2 separate regions of the Oryctolagus cuniculus genome follow, and region 2 is linked to region 1. Evidence: chromatin contacts called from public Hi-C data. All regions are on one chromosome and are shown on one strand. The core of a region is the stretch at or near the end of the contact, and the rest is flanking DNA. Distances in the headings are between cores, read along the strand shown. Region 1 holds the start of RHOC (ras homolog family member C). Region 2 holds the start of CTTNBP2NL (CTTNBP2 N-terminal like).

Region 1 (5,672 bases), core at 1,232-3,731:
CTCCATAAAGTTCAGTCCCATACACAGAGTCTCCGGGACCCGGGTCTGCCATTTGGACACATTACTCCAGAGCTTCAGAAAGGACAGCAGATGCAAGGAAACCCAGCCGGGGGGCAGTGGCAGCAGCCAGCGCCAGCGGCCCTGGCCCACCACACCCAGTCCCCAAGCCCTGCGCTTGCTGCACAAAGGAGGCTCAGTCCCGGCAGCCCACAGCCCGCATCTGGGCAGTCTGCCTTCCTCCCCCTTCCTCCCAGGCCTGGCAGCAACACTGGGTCACTCAGCCCTGGCAGGGGACAATGACCACACTGTAGGGAGCCACACATCCACTGCAGCAGAGTAAGTGTGTGAGAATAATCCACCAGGGAGTCACCTCCACCCACTCTCCGGACAGCCCCTTCCTCCCTCCGTCTGCGTCCGCGCAGCTCAAGGAAGGCCCTGCCCACCCCTCCCTGTGACTCAGGGCCAGCAGTCAGCTTCCCAGGGTTTGTGTGTGTCCCTCGCCCCAACACACATGAACACGCATCTGCACAGCTCATCACACCTTCCCAGCTCCCCTCACTTCCTCCTTCCTGGCCAGAAAGCCGACTTCCAGCCAGCTCAAGTTCCCAGGCCCACTGCCTGGGAGGAAGAGAGGGCGGGCTCCGGAGCGGAGACGAAGTCAAGGCTGTAGGGAAAGGGGGAGGGGGAGGGGATTGGAGCCTGGGCTGGGAGGAGCCCCAAGACAAGAGACAAATGAGGGCCGGCGGGGCCCAGCACCAGCCGGGCAGGGAGCAGTTAAGAAGGGGCGGGTAACCTGATCTCTGCCCTAAACCAGGCTGTTTCCCTCAGTCCCACATCCTGTCAAACTAAGCTAAGCTCCTCTGTGGCCCACATACCATCCCCACCTCGCACCTCAGCCCCAGCCTGCCTGGTGGGGGACCCTGGTGGCGCCTCCCTCCCAGACCCAGACACACACACACACACACACACACACACACACACACTCACAAAGCTGGGATGTGGGGGAAGAGGACAGGAGTACACGGCCACACTCTCCCCACCACAGAAGGGGCTCTCCCTGACATCCTGAAAGAGAAGCACCCAGGCAGGCCTGGCAGGCAACCACCGCGGGGAATCCCAGCGATCCGCTGCTACACGGTGCGGCGGACAGAAGCCGCAACTCTGGGGCAGGGACACGCATGCACCAAGTGGAGCCCACCTCTCAATGAGAAGACTCTCTACCCAGGCTCTGGTTGGGGCAGGAGAGCCAGCAGCCCAGGCCAGGCCACAAGGCCCAGCGCCAGCTCCCTGTGGGAGGCAGCCCCAGAAGAACTGCCCCACTGACCCCAACAGGGGTAACCCAACCACCACCACTCCAGGCCTGCAATGCAGCCTGGAATCCGGGGGGAGGCGCAGGGCCGCGCTCCTCAGCCATTCCCTTGATTTCCAAGCCCAATCGCGGGGCCCGGCGGACCCAGTCCACCTCCCCCGACGTCTAGGAAGTAGTAAGTCTTCGGGAGATACCCCGCCCCCAACTTTTAAAGCAGAAACACGGGCGAGATGCGGGTTCGGGAGTGTGAGGGAGAAGAGATTTCTTAGACACGCGCACCCGAGCCATCCCGATCTCCCCCCACTTCCCTCCACGGGCAGGCTACAGCAACCGTCCAGGGCGGCGTCCCCCACTGGTCACACCCTGCCCCTATTCCCGCCATTCCCCCATCCCGGCCAGGGGAGGCAGCACCCCCACCGGGGTCAGTTCCCGACCTGCCCGCCCCTCGCCCGCCTCCAGGTCCGTAGGTGCGCGGCCGGCTGCCCGGGCCCGGAGCCAGAGCGCCTCACGGAGCTTCCAAGTCGCCCCTCTCGGCCCTGGCCCGGCGGGGCAGGTCCACACGAGGAAAGGGGCGCGAAGGGAAAGGCAGGGACTCCGGCTCTGACCCCAGGAGGCGAGAGCCCCTGTCTGGCAATTCCGCGCGCCCCTCGCCGCAGCCCGGGCCGATCCGGCCAGACCCCGCACAGCCCGGACGCCGCGTCCGAGGGGAAGCAACAAGGCCCACGCTCCGGCCGGAGCCCCCCGCCGGCCGCGCCCCAAGCTCCGGGCGAGCGGAGAAGGGAGAGAGTGCTCTCCCGGGGCGAGTCCCCAAGACGCCCCGCCGCCCCGGCCCCGGCCCAGGGTACCTTCCGCTCCGCCGCCTCCAGCTCGCGCGGCCGGTGCCGGAGGCTGAGACTGACCCCAGGGCCCCTGCCCCGCCCTCCTTCGGCGCCGCGGAGGGGAGGAGAGGGGCGGGCCGGCGAGAGAGGGTCGGCCCGGGGGCGGCCCTTGGCTCGGCCCGCCTCCGGCTCCAGCGCTCGGCCGCCGTGGGTCGCCGTTGCTGGGGCCTGGGGAGCGGGGAGAGCCGCTGGCACATGCTGGGACTGCAGAGGAGTGGGCGGCGAGACCCCCCGAGGACTCAGCCTGCTCCCCGCTGCCGGCCCCTGGGGGCGTACCGGCGTCGGGAAAGTTGCGAGGCGCTCGGGGTGGGGTCAGACCGGGCCGCTGCTGCCCTCCCGTGGCCAGCGGGGCACCGGCTCCTGAAGCACCTGAGACCTCCTCCACGCGGGGAGGCGCGGCCGCGCCAGGGCGGCCCCGGGGTACACGAGTACCCATCGTCTTGCCCCGAGAACCGTTCGTCTTACCCCCGCCTTGAAAGCCTTTCGGAACCAGACCTCCGTTCCACTTCAGAATCCTCTCGTTCCCGCTAGCTGGCATTTCCGTAGGCTCCATTCCTGCCTACTCCTCAAAGGGCACTCCTGCGGATGCTTCAGGATTCCCGGCTGTGAATTCGTATTACCTCCTAGTGCCTAGGGACCCTCAGCGTGGTCTAAATTAGGGCCTGGAGTAGTTACCTACACGTGTGTCTCCTTCCCTCCCGGTAGGCGGCGGGGCAGGTGGGTGGGTATAGGAGGAGGAAGTCTAAGCACTTTCAATGAATGGGTACACTACTCTTAGTCGTCGTCACAGGCCTTTGGGGTGCGTAGACCCAAACTGCAGCGCAGATAAGTGGCTTGCACACAGGTGCATGCTTTGTAAGTGACGGGCCTCTCTGGCTCCAGTGCTCCAATGCCTCTGCCCTGGCCCATGGTCCTTCACCCTGCCCCCACCCCACGTCTGGAAGTGTGTGGCACACAAGAGGGCTTCAGCAAACATATGCTGCATGAATGTTACAAGCTATACAGACTGAGGCCAGCGTTGTGGCGTAGTGAGTAAAGCCGGCCGCCTGCCACGCCAGCATGGCATCTGTTCCAGTCCTGGAGACTCCTCTTCTGATCCAGCTCCCTGCTGATGGGCCTGGGAAAGCAGCAGAGGATGGCCCCCAAAGGCTTGGGCTCTTGCCACCCACGTGGGAGACCTGGAAGAAGCTCCTGGCTCCTGGCTTCAGCCTGGCCCAGCTCCAGCTGTGGTGGCCATTTGGGGAGTGCACCAGCATGTGGAAGTCTCTCTCTCTCTCCCTTGCCTTTCAAGTGCAAAAAATAAAATCTTTATATTAAAAAAAAAAAAAGGTCATACAGACTTTTAAGATCTGAAGTGCAGGCGCAGGCTGCTCCACTTCCCATCCAGTTCCTTGCTAACGTGCCTGAGAAAGCAGCAGAGGATGGCCAAAGTGCTTGTGTCCCTGCCACCCGGAAGAAGCTTCAGCCTGGCCCTGCCCTGGCTATTGTGGCCATTTGGGGAGTGGACCAACAGATGGAAGATCTCCCTCTCTCTCTCCCTTTCAGATAAATAAATACATCTTTTTTAAAAATCTGAAGCACCATCCAGACATTTTAGAACCGTGGGGACAGGTCCTGAGCTTGGTCCCAGGCCTCCTGCTCAATAATCACTTATTATTATACGTGAATTGAGAGCTACGTCACAGATAGATTCCTGCCTTCATACAACTGACAGCCTAAATGAGGAATACAGATAATTTCCAGATAGCTAACATTTGTGGAACTCCTATTAGAGACCTGGCCCTGTATCTATTAACTACTTTAGTCCTACAGCAACCCAATGAGGGAGTAGTGGTATTTTCTCCACTTTACTGAGAAACAAATTAAGGCTGAGAAACATGAAAAGAACTAATGTTGGGTCTTGTACCAGGGTCCAAACAGCTGGGCTCTGGAGGCCCTGCTCTTCAATGCCATTTGCTCCTAACTCCTAACATACTCATATAATCCAGGAGGGGATGCCTGTGATACATGTGCACATGGGCTGTGGGATCTTCAGCTCTCAAGGACAGGAGAAGCGTTAGATAAGGGGATGCTGGCATCCCATATCAGAGCATCAATTTGAATCCTCGCGGTTCAGTTTCTGGTCCAGCTCCCTGCTAATGTGCCTGGGAAAGCAGTGGAGGATGGCCCAGGTACTTGAGACCCTGCTGCCCAGGTTGGAGATCTGGGTAGAACTCTGGACTCCTAGCTTCGGTCTGGCCCAGTCCCAGCTGTTGCGGCCATTTGGGGGATGAATCAGCAGGGAGAAAATCTGTCACTCTCCCTTTCAAATATACCTAACACATGAGAGCTACTAGAGGCCCCCAAAGTTACAGGAACCCCAGGAGGCTAATGTGTTACTGGTGGCAGATGAGGCTGGAGAAGGGGCAGCAGCACACTTGGGAGTTGTCTGTTCCGAGTGCGTAGGAAGCCACTAAGGAGACAGAGGTAATCAAGACCTAAGGTGGTGACAGTGGGAAAGGAGATCAGCACACAAATATGAATATTTTTTAAAATATGTAATCAACAATAGTCATGTGTTGCTTACAGTCTGAGGGATGGATCATTCCAGAATGCTGTTATGGCACTTAACCAAAGCTAGCTAGTACAGTGAACTACACACCTAGGCTATCTGGTCTACACTGCTGGATATGCAGCTCTGTGTTGACTGTGTAGTGCCCAGCTGTATCAGGAAGACATGAAAGCCAAGGGCGAGCAATTCTGCTTTTGTGACTTCAGTAGCCAGCTCGGCCCCATGGAGAAGGCACCTGTCTGAGGGAGAAATGGTGAACTCAGTCTAAGCAGCTGAGCTGTAGCACCAGGGGGCCAACCAGGAGGTGTTCAGGGCACAGCTGGGATGTGTGTTTTCCAGCTCAGGGAGGGCCTGAGCGGGGGACACCAGCAGGGACGGATGGAGACACAGGAGTGGACAAGAAGGCTCATGTGTGTGTGTGTGTGTGGTGACAAGAGCAGAGGGCAGAGAGAACCTGAGGAGTGCAATTTCAGGACCCTCCTGAGCTTTGCCTTGCCTTTCAGTTTCCAGTCAAAGCAAATACAGACACACATCATTATCCATCTGGTTTATTTCCCAACAGCTGTAGTTCTGGATCCAGCAGACCGCCCTTGGGTCAGGGTGACAACTGCTGGATTTGGGCTAGGAGAGGGGTATGTCTGCAGAGGCTGGGATGGTTCTGGGACAGGGGAGGCTGAGCCCCTCAGGAGTAACTGCCTGGCCCTCCCAGGGGGATGACGAAGACCGAGATGTCATCCCCGGAACCCAGCTTGTTGTTGGGGAGACGCCAGCCACGGTCCCGGGGGGTGCCTCGGGCCCCCAGGACCAAAGCTTGCGCCAGAGCTGTGTACCTGCCAGAAGCACAGGTGTGCATTCATGTGCCAACAGGTAGAGGAGAAGGAAACACCCAGGCCCCAGGGCGGGTCCCAGAGCATTGTCTCCCTCTGCCCCTCTG
Region 2 (5,749 bases), core at 441-2,940, 340 kb before region 1:
TTGGGTCATTTGCTGCTGCTTTCCCAGGCACATCAGCGGGGAGCTGGATTGGAAGTGGAGCAGCTGGGACTGACTTGAACCGGAGCCCATAGGGGATGCCAGCGCTGAAGGCTGCAGATTAACCCACTGCACCACAGCACTGGCCCCGATGTTGCCTATCTTACAGGATAGGGACCGAGTTCTCATACAGCACTGAAGATTATTTTTTTATTTTATTTTTTTGTTCTTTTGACAGGCAGAGTGGATAGTGAGAGAGAGAGAGAGAGAGACAGAGAGAAAGGTCTTCCTTTGCCGTTGGTTCACCCTCCAATGGCCGCCGCAGCCGGCGTGCTGTGGCCGGTGCACCACGCCGATCCGATGGCAGGAGCCAGGTGCTTCTCCTGGTCTCCCATGGGGTGCAGGGCCCAAGCACTTGGGCCATCCTCCACTGCACTCCCTGGCCACAGCAGAGAGCTGGCCTGGAAGAGGGGCAACCGGGACAGAATCCGGCGCCCCGACCGGGACTAGAACCCGGTGTGCCGGCGCCGCAAGGCAGAGGATTAGCCCAGAGCACCGGCCCGAGCACTGAAGATTAAATATCATGATATGAAAGACCCTGCACAGTGATGTCGTGATAAAAACTCCCACCTGGTCAGGTGGTTACAGACTGACTACTTCCTCCTCCCAAGCTGTAAACTGCGCCCTGCCTGCAGGATGGCGGGTGCGTCCCCACGACTGTGTTGCAAATAATAATTCAAACAAGCAATACTGAATTAAAGGTAATACATTACACATTAGAAACATTTGTCTTATAAGTACTTTTACTGTGCTAAAAATAGTGTGGTTCCGATCAATTTCCACCTGTGCGCCTAGGAAAAAGGAAACTTCGACCTCAGAGAGTGGTGCATCTTCTCTGTCTGCAGGCTCTAAGTCCTTCTTAGAGCTTGTTGCCACTAAGATCTACATTCCTTGCATCCTCCACACTGTCCTTTGTTTCCGCTTCACTGAAAACGCCATTACCCTGCGGTACAAGGGACCAGGAACACGAAGAAGTCTCCTCACCTGGCAAGAGACTTGCCACACAAACTTGGGATTGCTCCATTCCTGCCCCGAAGGCGGACAGGCTACGTCTATGCCCTCCTGGGTGCTATCCCGTGTCTCTGCCCCGGGGGCTCCAGACCTAGTATCCTCTTCTGCACTTCTCTGAAACAGAGGAGTGGTCGGTCCCGGGTCTTTCCTGTTGGCGCCCTTGCTTCCAGCACCACACCCAGGCGCGTCCAGGAAAAAGGGAGGGAGGGAGAGCAGGAAGCCACTTTACCAGGTTTTCAACAGCTAATTTTAAAGCAGACAACAAAGCTCACTTTATTTATTAGCATTTTACATAGGATTCCCATCAATCGGGCCATCAGACGCCCGCCAATCCCAAAACTCCTGTACAGTCAGGGTAAAGAACCTAGCGCTCGTGCCCTGGCCCTGCCCAGGAACTGCACAAAAGGTAAGAAAGTTGCAGACCCCGGGCCCGGGGCAGCACGAGCCCACCCTGGAGCCCCGGCAGGAGGAGGGCGCTTCCTTCCGGAAGTGACGCCACCTCAATCCCAGCCTGGCTCTCTCCAAACAAAAGGGATCCTGGGGCCCTGGGAGGAGCCTGAATGACATTGGAGAAGCTCCTCCTCCAGCCCGCGTGGATTGGTGCCGGCGCTGGAGAGACGAGGCGGTGACTGGCCCAGGCGAATGCCAGTGGCCCCGCCGGCGGCTGGGGAGGCGGGACCTCGGGGGCTGTGGATGGGGAACGGGTGGCGGCGGCGGAGGCGGCGGGGAGCGGATCCCGGAGCGCCGCGGGAAGGTAGGGGCGGCGGGTGCCTGGGCTCGGCGGTGGCGGGAGGCCGGGTTCTCAGAGAAAAGCAGGCGTAGGAGCGCGGGTAGCCTCTGCCACCGGCCGCTCTCATCCCCGGGGCCATCCCCTGAGGGGGCGGGGCCGCCTCCTCCAGCTCCCGGTATTCCCCGAGGAGGCGTCTCCTCATCCTCCGAGGGTCCTCGCCGCTACTACTGCATCCCCTTCCAGTTCCCGGCTCCTCGGCAGGGGCTTCCGTCGGGACGCCGCTCACCTAGAAGCCCCTCCCGTCCCGCGCCCCAGCCTTGGCGCGGGAATCGCAGGTTCCCGTTCTGTAGGCTGCCGCCCCCACCCTCGCCGTGTACGCTCCGGGGGCCAGCCCGCTTTCCCTCCACCTGTCCCTGCTCGCCGGGGTGGCACCGGAGCCGGTTTCCTCCGTAATAGCATATCAGTTTTCCAAAAAGGAAGGATGAGGCGAAGGGGGAAAAAAAAATCAAAGACGCGTAGTAGACGGCGAGCTGCACGGGCGAAGCGGCCTTCGCCACTTGCGTTCTGCCCATCCCCCATCCTCTGCAGCCCCTCTGCAGCCCCTCTGCAGCCCCGGTGACCCTCTGCTCTCCGTGGGGGAGTCCAGAGCTCCCTTGCCTCGGGACTCTTGTAGACTCTGGAAGAAAGAGAAATGGCACCGCCAACCCACCACGCTTTGTACCTTCCCTCTATTGCTTCGGGACCGCCCAGCTTCTGAGGGTCGTTTCAGATTTGAGCTGCGTTTTATTTTTGCTTTCCACCCTGTTTTCTCCCCGAGAGCTTGATGGGAAGCCGTCCTCCTTGTGTTTCACGATGAGGTGGGCGTGTGGGCTATCTGCAGACTTGGCCTCGCGTGGGTAGGAATACAGGGCATATTGTTTGACAATCAATGAACAAGAGCGTGTTTTCAAATGAAACGGGGTGGATAAATAAATGAGGAACGAGGGTCTCGCCGGCCTGGGTGGGCTGAGCCCGTTGCTCAGGGAGAAGCCAGTTAACCTTGAAGCTGTACTGCAGGTTGAGACAAAAGGCAGGAAGTGTGGGGAGAAAATTCAGGTTCAGTCGTCTAGGTTTATGATTAATCTGGGCCCTCGGCCTTTGATTACTCCCCAGCCCCTCTTTTAGAGTGGCTTTTCCCCTACTGGGACACAAAAAACCTATAGGATGTTATTGATTGGTTTTATAATGCCATTATCATCCACCAAAATTTAGAATATCAGCAATAAAATTTGTATCTCAGAGATAAGGGTAAATAAAGGCAAGGTGGACGTTAGCTATTAACATATGTAAATACCAACACACGTCTCTGTGGTGTGCTTGTAAAGGATTTGTAGCAGATGCAACAGAGTGATGCCTTTTGCCTGATGTTCATGGCCTGGAGCCCTCAGTAACCATCTGTGCTTAGCACTTCTATATATTAAAACCTGCTGTATTTTTAGCCTTTTTTTTTTTTTCTCTGCTTTGCTTTCCATCCCAAGTCCATCTCACTGCTGTTATATTTAGCCAAAGCAATGAGATGCAAGGAGTTGGAATCACAGAGGGTGACTGTAGGCTGTTGTCTCTCACTCCCCTGCATAGCCATCCTGAGATGACTTCCTGGAGGTAATGAGTGTTGTGTGGTTGGGTTCCGAGTCTGCAGAGCGGTTCTCAGTGCTGGCTGAGCTGCTCAGTGGTTGTTTCCGGACCTGCAGGAGGAAAGCATCAAGAAGACTGTGTGTGCAGGGTCTTCCCAGCAGCACGGAGTGCACTGCTGCCCTAGTAGGGAAAGACATGGGCCTCGCTGCAAAAGCGGCAGAAAAAAACAGAGAACAGGAAATCCCAAGAAGATGTATCTTATTACATGGGCAGAGGTCAGAAAATAAGCTAAGAGGCTGAGGACACCAGTTGGTGGCAATTGCCAGGGCCTTAATAAATGAGAGGAAAAAGCAAATAACATTCTTGGATGATTTGGCACACTAAGCAGGACCTGTTTGATACAGCTTTGTGTCTTGGAAAGCTCCTCTAACTTTTTCAACATCCGTCTGGTGTGTTAAATGAAGAAAACATTTCGGAAGCAGAAAATTTGTATGTGCATCTTATTAAATTACAGATTCTGTGAGGGCAGATAGAGCCTTCTTTTTATCCTTTACAGTGTGTGGTATATATACTGTGACTTAATGAGTGTTTAAGGAACTTAGTTTGAAGCTATTGTCTTAAGCTGGAAAGATAGTGTACTGATAAAATATGGCATGCCTTATTAGTATAAACATATGTTTTTGGTCTTGATTTGACTTGATTTTCCTTATCTGAGGGCTTCTAAAACTCCAGTATCATAAGGAAACATATGCTGGCCAGGTAATATAATTTTGCCATCATGAAATATGAACCAGACTTATGAACCCAAGTGAAACCTGTGCATTTCAGAATTTTATTTTTCTAAGACTGACCTAATGGGGATGAAGTAAGTTGAGGAGGGCCTACTAACTGATTGTTTACTGATTTCCATTGAAGGATAGTTTCTCTGAGTGTTTGGTTTTGATAAGTTACTGATTTATTTCAGAATTTTTCAAAATGGATTTTTCGTTGATTTTGTGCTTTTAAGCTGGCACTAGCTATATAAACAGAACAGCCTCCCCAATGTAATCATATGGACTGATTATGGTGGGCGTAATACACAGTCTGCAATGGACTTGTGTTTGTAGTGCTGCCCGTTAAATCGCAGACCTTGACTTTGAGTGCTGGCTTTTCTGAGTGGAGCAGACTGGTGCGTTTCTCAGGCGTTGCCATTGAGCTGGCGTTGAGATGTGCCAGGTGAGAAGTATAGACTCGTCTGCAGGGGCACTTTGTCTAGTCAACTGATTGACCCCTCTCCTGGCTTGTCAGCCTGTTTCTAAATACCCTGAATGTTTGCTGCTAATAATGAAAATCAAGTCTTCCAAGTTTTAGTTTATGTATTTCAAGCGAGAAAATGGCTGTAGAGTGTGGCTGTTGGCAACACAGACTTCAAAGGCAAACCTGGGTTCAAATCCCAGCTCTACCACTGTGTAGTGGCGGGACCCAGGACGTGGACAGAGTTTTCCATCTCTGCCATACTTCAGTTTCCTTAGCTGTGGGATAGAAATAACTGGGGCCTGCATATGAGAAGCACTTAATAATTGATAGGTATTATTACCGTTATTATTATTAGCATGTGGCATGTAGATTAAAGCACTTAACAGGAAATATTTTTACCTCATTTAGCATTTTTTGCAAAGGTGAAGAATTGACGTGATTTTACTTATTGGTTGGTTTTGTCGAAAATTTTAGAGGGAAGCAGAGTTTGCATATTAAGATCTCAAAAGTCTGAGCTAAGGACTTTTAGGAGAGTGTATGTCTGTCTGGGAGTGTGTGTGTGTGTGTGTGTTTAGTAATTTTCTCATGCGAATTCTCTTTCTTGAACTTTGTAGCCTGAGGACAAAGAAGGCCAGGGATTCAGCCAGCTGGTGGATTCGTTCTGAATTATCAGTTGCTCAGAGCTGTGCTCTCTTGAGTACCACCATCCTAACTGGCAAATGGCTTTGTGCGTACTACGGTTGCATCTTCCATGAGACTTCAGGGATTTTCGGTGACAATTTTGATTAAAAGCGACTTGTGCCTTACTTTTGAAGACTACCCTCCCTCACACCCCAAAACTAAGAAGTCATTATAGGAACAACCAAAATGGAGGTGAGAAGAAAGCATGGGTTAGGGGCCGTAAGAGTGAAAGTGGAGGAAGGGGAGAGTGAAGGTTTGTGCATTGAAGAGAACAGGGCCGCAAGTAGGTACTGAACTCAAGAATGCAATACTATGGTCCTGCTTGCCAAGTATCTCTGAACTATATTTCATGGACAAAGCCAAAGCTTTCAATCCAAATGTGTCCTTTGCCCTTGAATCCTTTCTGGCTTCTATAATCCT

What was found. A called contact is a pair of places that touch in the nucleus more often than the background predicts.
Region 2: a contact with region 1 is called in a Hi-C map of an unstated tissue, with 4 times the contacts expected there. The contact joins the promoter of CTTNBP2NL here to the promoter of RHOC in region 1. A contact is called at or near these places in 3 of 6 Hi-C or Micro-C datasets (ear pinna, psoas muscle and an unstated tissue).

What each region holds. Positions count from the first base shown.
Region 1 is chr7:57,616,279-57,621,950 of mOryCun1.1, reverse strand. It overlaps RHOC (ras homolog family member C), which reads right to left and starts at 2,481. Exons shown (of 5, transcript XM_002715765.6): 1 at 2,155-2,481. PPM1J (protein phosphatase, Mg2+/Mn2+ dependent 1J) reads right to left here. Exons shown (of 10, transcript XM_051857395.2): 10 at 5,271-5,568. The coding sequence ends at 5,421.
Region 2 is chr7:57,958,901-57,964,649 of mOryCun1.1, reverse strand. CTTNBP2NL (CTTNBP2 N-terminal like) reads left to right here and starts at 1,690. Exons shown (of 6, transcript XM_008264666.4): 1 at 1,690-1,822.